Regions from separate parts of the Sus scrofa genome. Here region 2 is linked to region 1. The links are chromatin contacts, called in public HiChIP or PLAC-seq maps. All regions are on one chromosome and are shown on one strand. The core of a region is the stretch at or near the end of the contact, and the rest is flanking DNA. Distances in the headings are between cores, read along the strand shown. Region 1 overlaps ZMYM5 (zinc finger MYM-type protein 5). Region 2 holds the start of ZMYM2 (zinc finger MYM-type protein 2).

What was found. HiChIP or PLAC-seq counts read pairs in DNA pulled down with a chosen protein or histone mark.
Region 2: a contact with region 1 is called in an H3K27ac HiChIP or PLAC-seq map of alveolar macrophages. The contact joins the promoter of ZMYM2 here to the enhancer-like site in region 1. A contact is called at or near these places in 18 of 47 Hi-C or Micro-C datasets (blood, differentiating spermatogonia, embryonic fibroblasts and 10 more) and 2 of 2 datasets of contacts at active chromatin or transcription factors (alveolar macrophages and skeletal muscle).

The regions. Positions count from the first base shown.
Region 1 is chr11:606,118-610,016 of Sscrofa11.1, forward strand. The region is part of intron 4 of ZMYM5 (zinc finger MYM-type protein 5); the gene reads right to left. Among named protein-coding and RNA genes, the nearest start is that of ZMYM5, 23 kb to the right of the region's middle. Within about 2 kb of position 1,579, at least 3 of the 83 cell types and tissues checked have an H3K27ac peak or open chromatin away from gene starts, as enhancers often do. A contact at or near this core is called in alveolar macrophages, where this site is marked.
Region 2 is chr11:659,064-663,071 of Sscrofa11.1, forward strand. It overlaps ZMYM2 (zinc finger MYM-type protein 2), which reads left to right and starts at 2,251. Exons shown (of 25, transcript XM_021065428.1): 1 at 2,251-2,399; 2 at 3,451-3,519. It overlaps LOC110255873 (basic proline-rich protein-like), which reads left to right. Exons shown (of 5, transcript XM_021066006.1): 5 at 1,145-1,940. The coding sequence ends at 1,940.

The DNA of each region.
Region 1 (3,899 bases), core at 329-2,828:
TTGTTCAGTGGATTAAGGATCCAGTGCTGCTGTGAGCTGTGGTGGAGGTCACAGACGCAGCTCGGATCCTGTGTTGCTGTGGCTGTGGTATAGGTCAACAGCTAAGCTCCATCTGGACCCCTAGCCTGTGAACCTCCATATGCCACGGGTGTGGCCATAAATACACACACACACACACACACACACACACACACACACACACACACACGAAAGGAAATGAGAATGGGATCCAGCAGAGAGACCCATCTGGAAGAATCTGAGAAGTGAACCATCAAGAAGGCAAGGCTCTTACGGCAGATCAGAGAACGATGTATGCACAGGGGGTTGTGAAATTCAGCATCAGCAAGAAATCACCTTTATGTCAAAACCAAGAGGGAAAAGTACGCACAGGACTGTCCCTCAGTGTCTGCAGGGGACTGGCCCCAGGACATCCGTGGATGCTCAAGCCCCCGAGTCGGCCCTCCCATCCAAGGTTCCACCCACGGACTCAACCAACACCGATCAAGTGCTACCAGAGCATTAACTGAAAACGTATCTGCGCATAAGTGGCTCCATACAATTCAAACCTGTGTTGTTCAAGGGTCCACTATAACTGGAAAGTACATAAGTACACAGAAATAACAGATGGAAAGCTGAGTAAACGTTACACATGCTGGCTTCAATTTTTTTTTTAGAAACCCGACACACAAAAGGTGGTGGGAACTATATGGATGTTGAATAATTAAAAAAAAGCACTCATACAGCAGTCATATTCAATTGTAAACACCACCTCAGGAGTTACGTTGTAGCTCAGCAGTAACAAACCTAACTATCATCCATGAGGATAAGGTTCCACCCCTGGCCTTGCTCAGTGGGTTAAGGATCCAGCAGTGCCATGAGCAGTGGTGTAGGTCACAGACGTGGCTCAGATCCTGCGTCACTGTGGCTGGGGCATAGGCCGGCAGCTGATGTGACCCCTAGCCTGGGAACTTCCATGTGCCTGGGTGCTACCCTAAAGACAAAAAAAAGAAAAAAACTTTTAAACACCTCATACCGAAAAATGCTAAATAACATTCTATTCTAAAATCTTCCTAAACTGGGAGTTCCCGACATGGCTCAGCGGTTAACAAACCTGGCTAGCATCCACAAAGACAAGGGTTTGATCCCTGGACTCACTCAGTAGATTAAGGATCCAGCATGGCCGAGAGCTGTGGTATAGGTCACAGATACAGGTGGGATTCCACATCGCTGTGGCTGTGGTGTAGACCAGCAGGTGCAGCTCCAACTCAACACCTAGCCTGGGAACTTCCATATTCCGCACCTGTGGCCCTAAAGAGAAAAAAAATCTAAGAAAGCAGTTTAAAAGGGTTATAAAAGAAATACAACAATTAGGATCACAGCTAACACTCAATCCTCAACCAGAAAGATTATTATGTGGTTGCTTTTCAAAGGAAAGAGGCAATAATAGCAGCATAAACTGAGTTATGAAATATTAAGAACTATTATACTCAAATTTTCTCAGTCCTTTCTGTATATGAATAAGCCAAAAATGGAAAAGACCAGTTTTGGGAAAAGAGCTATATCTGACTCCACAGTACCCCCTGGTGGCTGCTTAGATTTTACCTTAAACTTCTCGAGGAAAGTAACACAAAGGGCATCCTTTATACTCAGCTCCTTGTAGTTTTCTATTTCTAAAAAAAATTATGTATTCATGTATTTTCAAATTCCAGATTGTGAAAAAAGTTAAACAACTATTAAAAGCCATTGTGGGAATTCCCGACGTGGCTAGCAATAACAAACCCAAATAGTATCCATGAGGATACAAGTTTGATCCCTGGCCTTGCTCAGTGAGTTAAGGATCTGGCGTTGCCATGAGCTGTGGTGTAGGTCACACGCATGGCTCAGATCCTGCATTATTGCTGTGGCTGTGGAGTAGGCAGGCAGCTACAGTTCTGACTGGACTCCTAGCCTGGGAACTTTCACTGCCACGGGTATGCCCCTAAAACTTAAAAAACATAAAACTTAAAAAAACATAAAAAACCAAAAACAAAACAAAACAAAAAAAAAAACAGCCATCATGGAGTTCCCACAACAGGATCAGTGGCATCTTGGGAGCACTGGAACACAGGTTCAATCCCTAGCCTACTACAGTGGGTTAAGGATCCAGTGTTGCTGCATCTGGCCCAGGAACTCCAAAAACTGTGTGGTGTGGCCGAAAAACAAAAGCAAGCCCTTGTGCATTTGATTTAATCATCAAACACTTTAATTCCATATGGATAAGCCTACAGAAAAATTCAAGCATTTCTAAAATATTATCCAAAACAGAAAAAGTTATGGATTAGTCAAAGACATTGAGCAAATCACTGAGTTTTACTTTCCTAAACTATAAAATGTAAATGAGGACAAAGGACTCCAAGGTGGGGTTTTTTTGTCTTTTGAGGGCCGCACCCTCGGCACATGGAGGTTCCCAGGCTAGGGGTCGAATTGGAGCTGTAGCCGCCAGCCTACACCACAGCCACAGCAACGCCAGATCCAAGCCACGTCTGCAACCTACACCACAGCTCACGGCAACGCCGGATCGTTTAACCCACTGAGCAAGGGCAGGGACTGAACCCGCAACCTCATGGTTCCTAGTCGGATTCGTTAACCACTGCGCCACGACGGGAACTCCCTGAACAAGATTCTTAAAATGCAAATTATCTCTAGGTGGTGGGTAAGAACCCTGAGAAGTTAAGAAGTTATTTAATTAGTAGTAAAGATAAGAGTTAACAGTAAAACAAAGATACAAAGAAGGTTGTTTTGCCTGTTGTATTCACTTTGAGTAACATCTCAGGGCAGTTTTTATTTCCCAAAGGTTGCTCCATTTACCTCTTTCATTTTTGTTTTTTTTAAGGTCTTTTCTTTTCTTTTTTTTTTTTTTTTTTAAGCTACACCCTCAGCACACGGAGTTTTCCAGGCTAGGGAATGAATCGGAGTTGTGCCCGCTGGCCTACACCACAGCCACAGCAACAGCAGATCTAAGCCACGTCTGTGGCCTTCACCACAGCTCATGACCAAGCCAGATCCTTAACCCACTGAGCGAAGCCAGGGATCAAACCCGCATCCTCATGGGCACTAGTCAGATTCATTTCCCCTGAGCCACAATGGGAACTCTTACTCCAATTACCTTCTGAAAAAATTGTGATAAAATGCATTTAACACAGAATACCATTTTAACGACTAATCAATTTAGACATTTAATCAAGTATGCAGTTCAGTGTTATAGTTTTAAAAATATGCTTTTTCCGCATTCCTGCTCTGGCACAGCAGGTTAAGGATCCCATGTTGACGCAGCTGTGGTTTAGGTCACAACAGCAACTCAAATTCGATCCCTGATGTGAGAATTTCCATGTGCTGTGGGTACGGCCAATAAATAAATAAAATAATTTCTTTTAATAGCTAAAATAAAATAAATTTTTGAAATAGCTAAAATAAAAATGGTGAGTTATTTTTTGGTTCGTTTTTCTTTTTATGTCCCCACTGTTGGCATACGGAAGTTCCTGGGCCAGGGGTCAAACTGAAGCCACCGAAAGGCCCTACATCACAGCCAGAATCACGATATCCAAGCCACATCTGCAACTTATGCCACAGCTTAAGGAAACAGAAGATCCTTAACTCCGAAGGAGGCCAAAAATCAAACCTACATCCACAGAGACAGAGTCAGGTTCTTAACCCGCTGAGCCACAGAAGGAACTCCTAAAATGGTGAGATGTTACCATGACAAGAATGGCACATGATGAGTAAGGTAAACTAAACTGCTCATGAACCTTCAAACATTAAAATCACCACGAGGAGTTCCCAGCAGCTACAGCTTAGGCCAGCAGCTACAGCTCCGATTCGACCACTAGCCTGGGAACCTCCACATGCCTCAGGTGCGGCCC
Region 2 (4,008 bases), core at 1,001-3,500, 54 kb after region 1:
CCGAGCCCAAGGCAAAAGGAGGTTCCCAGGCTAAGGGTCTAATTGGAACTATAGCCACAGGCCTATACTACAGCCACAGCAACACAGGATCTGAGCTGCGTCTGTGACCTACACCACAGCTCAGGGCAACGTCAGATTCTTATCCCACTGAGCGAGGCCAGGGATTGGACCGGCAACCACTTGGTTCCTAAGTTGGATTCATTTCCCCTGTGCCACGATGGAAACTGCTCTAATGCATTCTCTAAGTCTATGGCTGAGTTTATTCGCAAGAATCTTTATTTAAGCCTTCAAACTAAGTGTAACCTCAATAAAGAGAAATTATTGCAATGGTTCATGTTAACAGAAAAGGATGGTGGTGTTAAGTTTTCATGGAGTTATTACAATGTTGCCCCACATTTGCTAATAGAGGACATTTCTGTTGTGAAGATAGTGACATCAGGAGTGCCACTGTAAAACGGAACAGTGTGATAAAGTCTTATTTTACCGTATTGAAAACTTAAGTTTTATAACAATGAAATGTTTGTAGAAAGATAGGTGATACCCTTTGGAGAAAGGGGGTTGAAATACATGATGGATATCCTTCCATCTAAATAGCGGTATGTTGGAGTTCCTGTCCTGGCTTAGTGAAAACAAATCAGACTAGTATCCATGAGGACGCAAGTTTGATCCTTGGCCTTGCTCAGTGGGTTAAAGATCTGACGTTGTCTAGAGCTGTGGTATAGGTGGCAAAGGTGGCTTAGATCCAACTTGCTGTGGCTTATGCCGGTTCAGCCTCTGGCCTGGGAACTTCCATGTGCTGCAGGTGTGGCCGTAAATAGCAAAAAAAAAAAAAAAAAGAAAAAAAAAAGAAAAAAAAAAAAGAAAAATGAGGATAACAGTGTATTTACTGCATTTTTCCATAGGTGGAAGAATTACCTCATTTGTAAATTTATGAGTCTTATATTTTACCAGACTGTTCAGTGAGTGGCGTCTCTAAAACCTCAGTTCTTCGTGAAACCTTCATGCATGACTGTAACTTCATTAAAAACTTCATGTTGTTCATCATCGCATTGAACTTTAAAATGTAACATCGTTCGTGTCTCTACTACTAGGCAGTGTTGTGAGAACACCATGAAATTTTGGTCCAACTTGTTCACCCATTTAGCGCCCAACAGCGTGGGCTCAGCGGCCCCGACAGCCGCCAGGCCGCGCCGGGCCGGGCCGGGCCGGCCTCCGAGCTCCCCCTGACGTGGAACCGCGGAACCCGCACCGCCCGTGACGTGCGCCCGGGGCCGAGCTGTAGACGGCGAACAAAAGAGGCCCCGCGGCCCGGAAGGCTCCTCGGTCGAGCCCGCGCGGCCGCCCGGCCGCCCGGCCGCCCCTGGGTTCCGTCCCGCCCCGGGCGGCCGGGGAGCGCGGGGCCTCGTCCGCCCAGGGCCAGGGAGGCGGCGGCCCCGGCGCGGGGCGGCCCGGCCCTTCCGACAGGCGGGCGCCCGCTCCGCGCAGCCCGCTGCGCCTCCATCTTGGCGGGCGGCGGCGGGGAGCGGCGTCTGGGTCCGGCCCCGTCGCGCCGGCCGCTTCCCGGGCGCCGAGTCGGCAGCGGGCGCCGTCCCCGCGGCCGCCCGGCGGGGCCCAGCCCGGTTTCCCGGGACGCGTGGGGGCGGCCCCCCCGCCCCCCACCCCCGAGCCCGACAAGATGGAGGACGTCGCCTCCTCCCGCAGCCATGACGGGAGCGGGGGACGCCTCCCCACGGGGCTGCGGCGAGGGGAAGCGCTGCCGGCCCTCGGAGCCCGCGGGCGCCCCCGCCCCGGCCCCGGCCCGGGGCTCCCGGCTGCCGCCCCCGTGGCCGCCCCCCCCGCCCGCTCGCCCCTCCCGGGGCCGCCAGACACTGGACAGGGAGGGCGTTGGGGACATCGAGGCCGCGGCGCTCCCCGCGCGGCGTCGCTCGCAGCCGCCGTAGCGGCCGGACGCCCAGGCTGAGGCCCCTGGGCCGCGGGGCCCCGACAGCCCCCGAGCGCCAGGGGCCGAACGGCGGCCGGTGCGGCGCGCAGGGGAGTCGGCGGCCCGACCCTGACGGGCTGGGGTGGGGGCGGGGGCGGAGGGGCGGGGTGGGCCGGAGACGCGGGGGTGTGGCCTGCGCCTGACGGACAAGCCGTCGGGCCAGCCCCTCGAGGGTGTCCTGAAGGAAGGCGGACGCAGCCAATGGGCGTGCCCGCGGCGCCGGGCCCGCCTTCCACGCCGGCCAGTGAGGGCGCGGAGGGCGGGGCCTGGCGGGTCGGGCCGCGCCGCCGCGGCCGCCGCCTCCGCCTCCTCACCAGCGCTAAAGCCGGGACTGGACCGATCGGAGTTGCGCTGGTTCCCGAAGGGGGGTGGGCCGGGGGCGGGGAGGTTCGTTCCGCGGAGCCGCAGCCAGAACCGGGTGAGGCTTGTCCCCGCTGTGTCTCCAGCCCAGGGCCGCCGACAGTGGGGGTGGCCGGGAGCGGCGCAGCCTCCGGAGGCGGAGGCGGAGGCGGAGGCGCCGGGAGGCGGAGATGGGTGAGGGCAGCCTCCGGAGCCTCCCACCGACCCGGGACGAGCGCCCGCGGCGCGGCCGCCGTCGCCGCTGCCGCGTCGGGGCCTCGGGCTGCTGGCGGCTCCGCTCATGTCCCAGGCGCCTTGGCGGGCGGCCCGCGGGCTGCGGGCGTGCAGGCGCGGCCGCGAGGGCCGGGTGAGGCGGACGCCGGCGGCGGGGGTCGCCCGGGGCCGCCCGGGGTGGGGGCGGGCGGCGGGGGTCGCGGGGTGGGGGTGGGGCGGGTGGGGGAGGGGCGCCTCCGTGGGCGCTCGCGGCGCGTTCGCACCCTCCCAGGCGCGGCGCGAGGTCTCCAAGTTCGGGGGCGAGGGCGCGGGCGCCCTGCGCCTGGTCCCCTCCTTGGCCGCCCCGGCCTCGGCGCGCGCGCGGCTCGGCTCCGCACGTATTGTTTGGCTGGGTCTCTAATGGCGGACGGGGAGGCAGCGCTGCCGGTCGCCGACTGCGGCGGGGGGGGCAAATCTCGGGCCCTGGGCAAGTGCTCGGGGCAAATGCAGGGGGTTTCCGCCTGGCGGCGACTCGAACCCCCCCTCCGCCCCCGAGTGGGTGCCGGCGCGCCGGGGATGGCGCTGGGTGGGCCGATTGGGGGATAGGATTCCCCGCTGGCGTCGAGGCTGCACCCGCCCTTCCCCCTCTCCCTCCCGGAGCAGGCTCGCCGTCCTCCGCCTCCTCCCTCCAGGTTTTGCCTTTCACGTGGGTTTTGGTCCCAAATAAATATTTAACGTCGTTTTGCTCTACTTTACATAGGAGGGGGTTGTTGGTAACGGGCTGGGAAGCAACAATCGAAGGTCCGAGGCTCCTTGACCTCTTATTCCCTTCTCTGCCTCCTCCTGGTGGAAAAGGCTTGCTTCTCCCACCTGGTTAGATGTTCTTGATGCATGTTTCATTTTTCCTCCTACCCCAGGACCAGGATTCGCCTTCAACCCTACCTGGTGCATCTTTGGCAGAACGTGAGGAGGAAAGCACCCCCATTGTGAGTCTTTTGCCCGTATTTTGAGGCTCTTAGAGGACGTTGTCAGGTTGTAGGGCTTCGGCCGGGGGGGACTAGTGCGTCTCCGTTATTTTGAGTGGGAGGAGCTTTCCCCGGGGTGGCAGCTGCCCCCGGGGCGAAGCCTGGGTAATGGCTGGTGAGGCAGCTGGGAGTGGGCGCTGCTGTTTGCACCGCTGCAGACATCTCTCCTGCTGCAATACCAACCTCAGCAACCAGACGACGGGCTCCTGCAGCTGCTCACGTTACCCGGGAGGAGGGGTGGTGCGAAGGAGGGCATATTGCTGGTGCCCTCTAGAGTTCCATGGTGGGAACTGAGGTTGTTTCCTTTCTGATGCTGTGTGTGCAACCATCTTTAACACTTTTCTTCCATTACAATGGATAATCGATTGAAGGGATTGGAGAAACATCCATATTTAACTCTTGCTGTGTGACATAACAAACACGTTTTGACTCTTGGGGTTCATGCGGTGG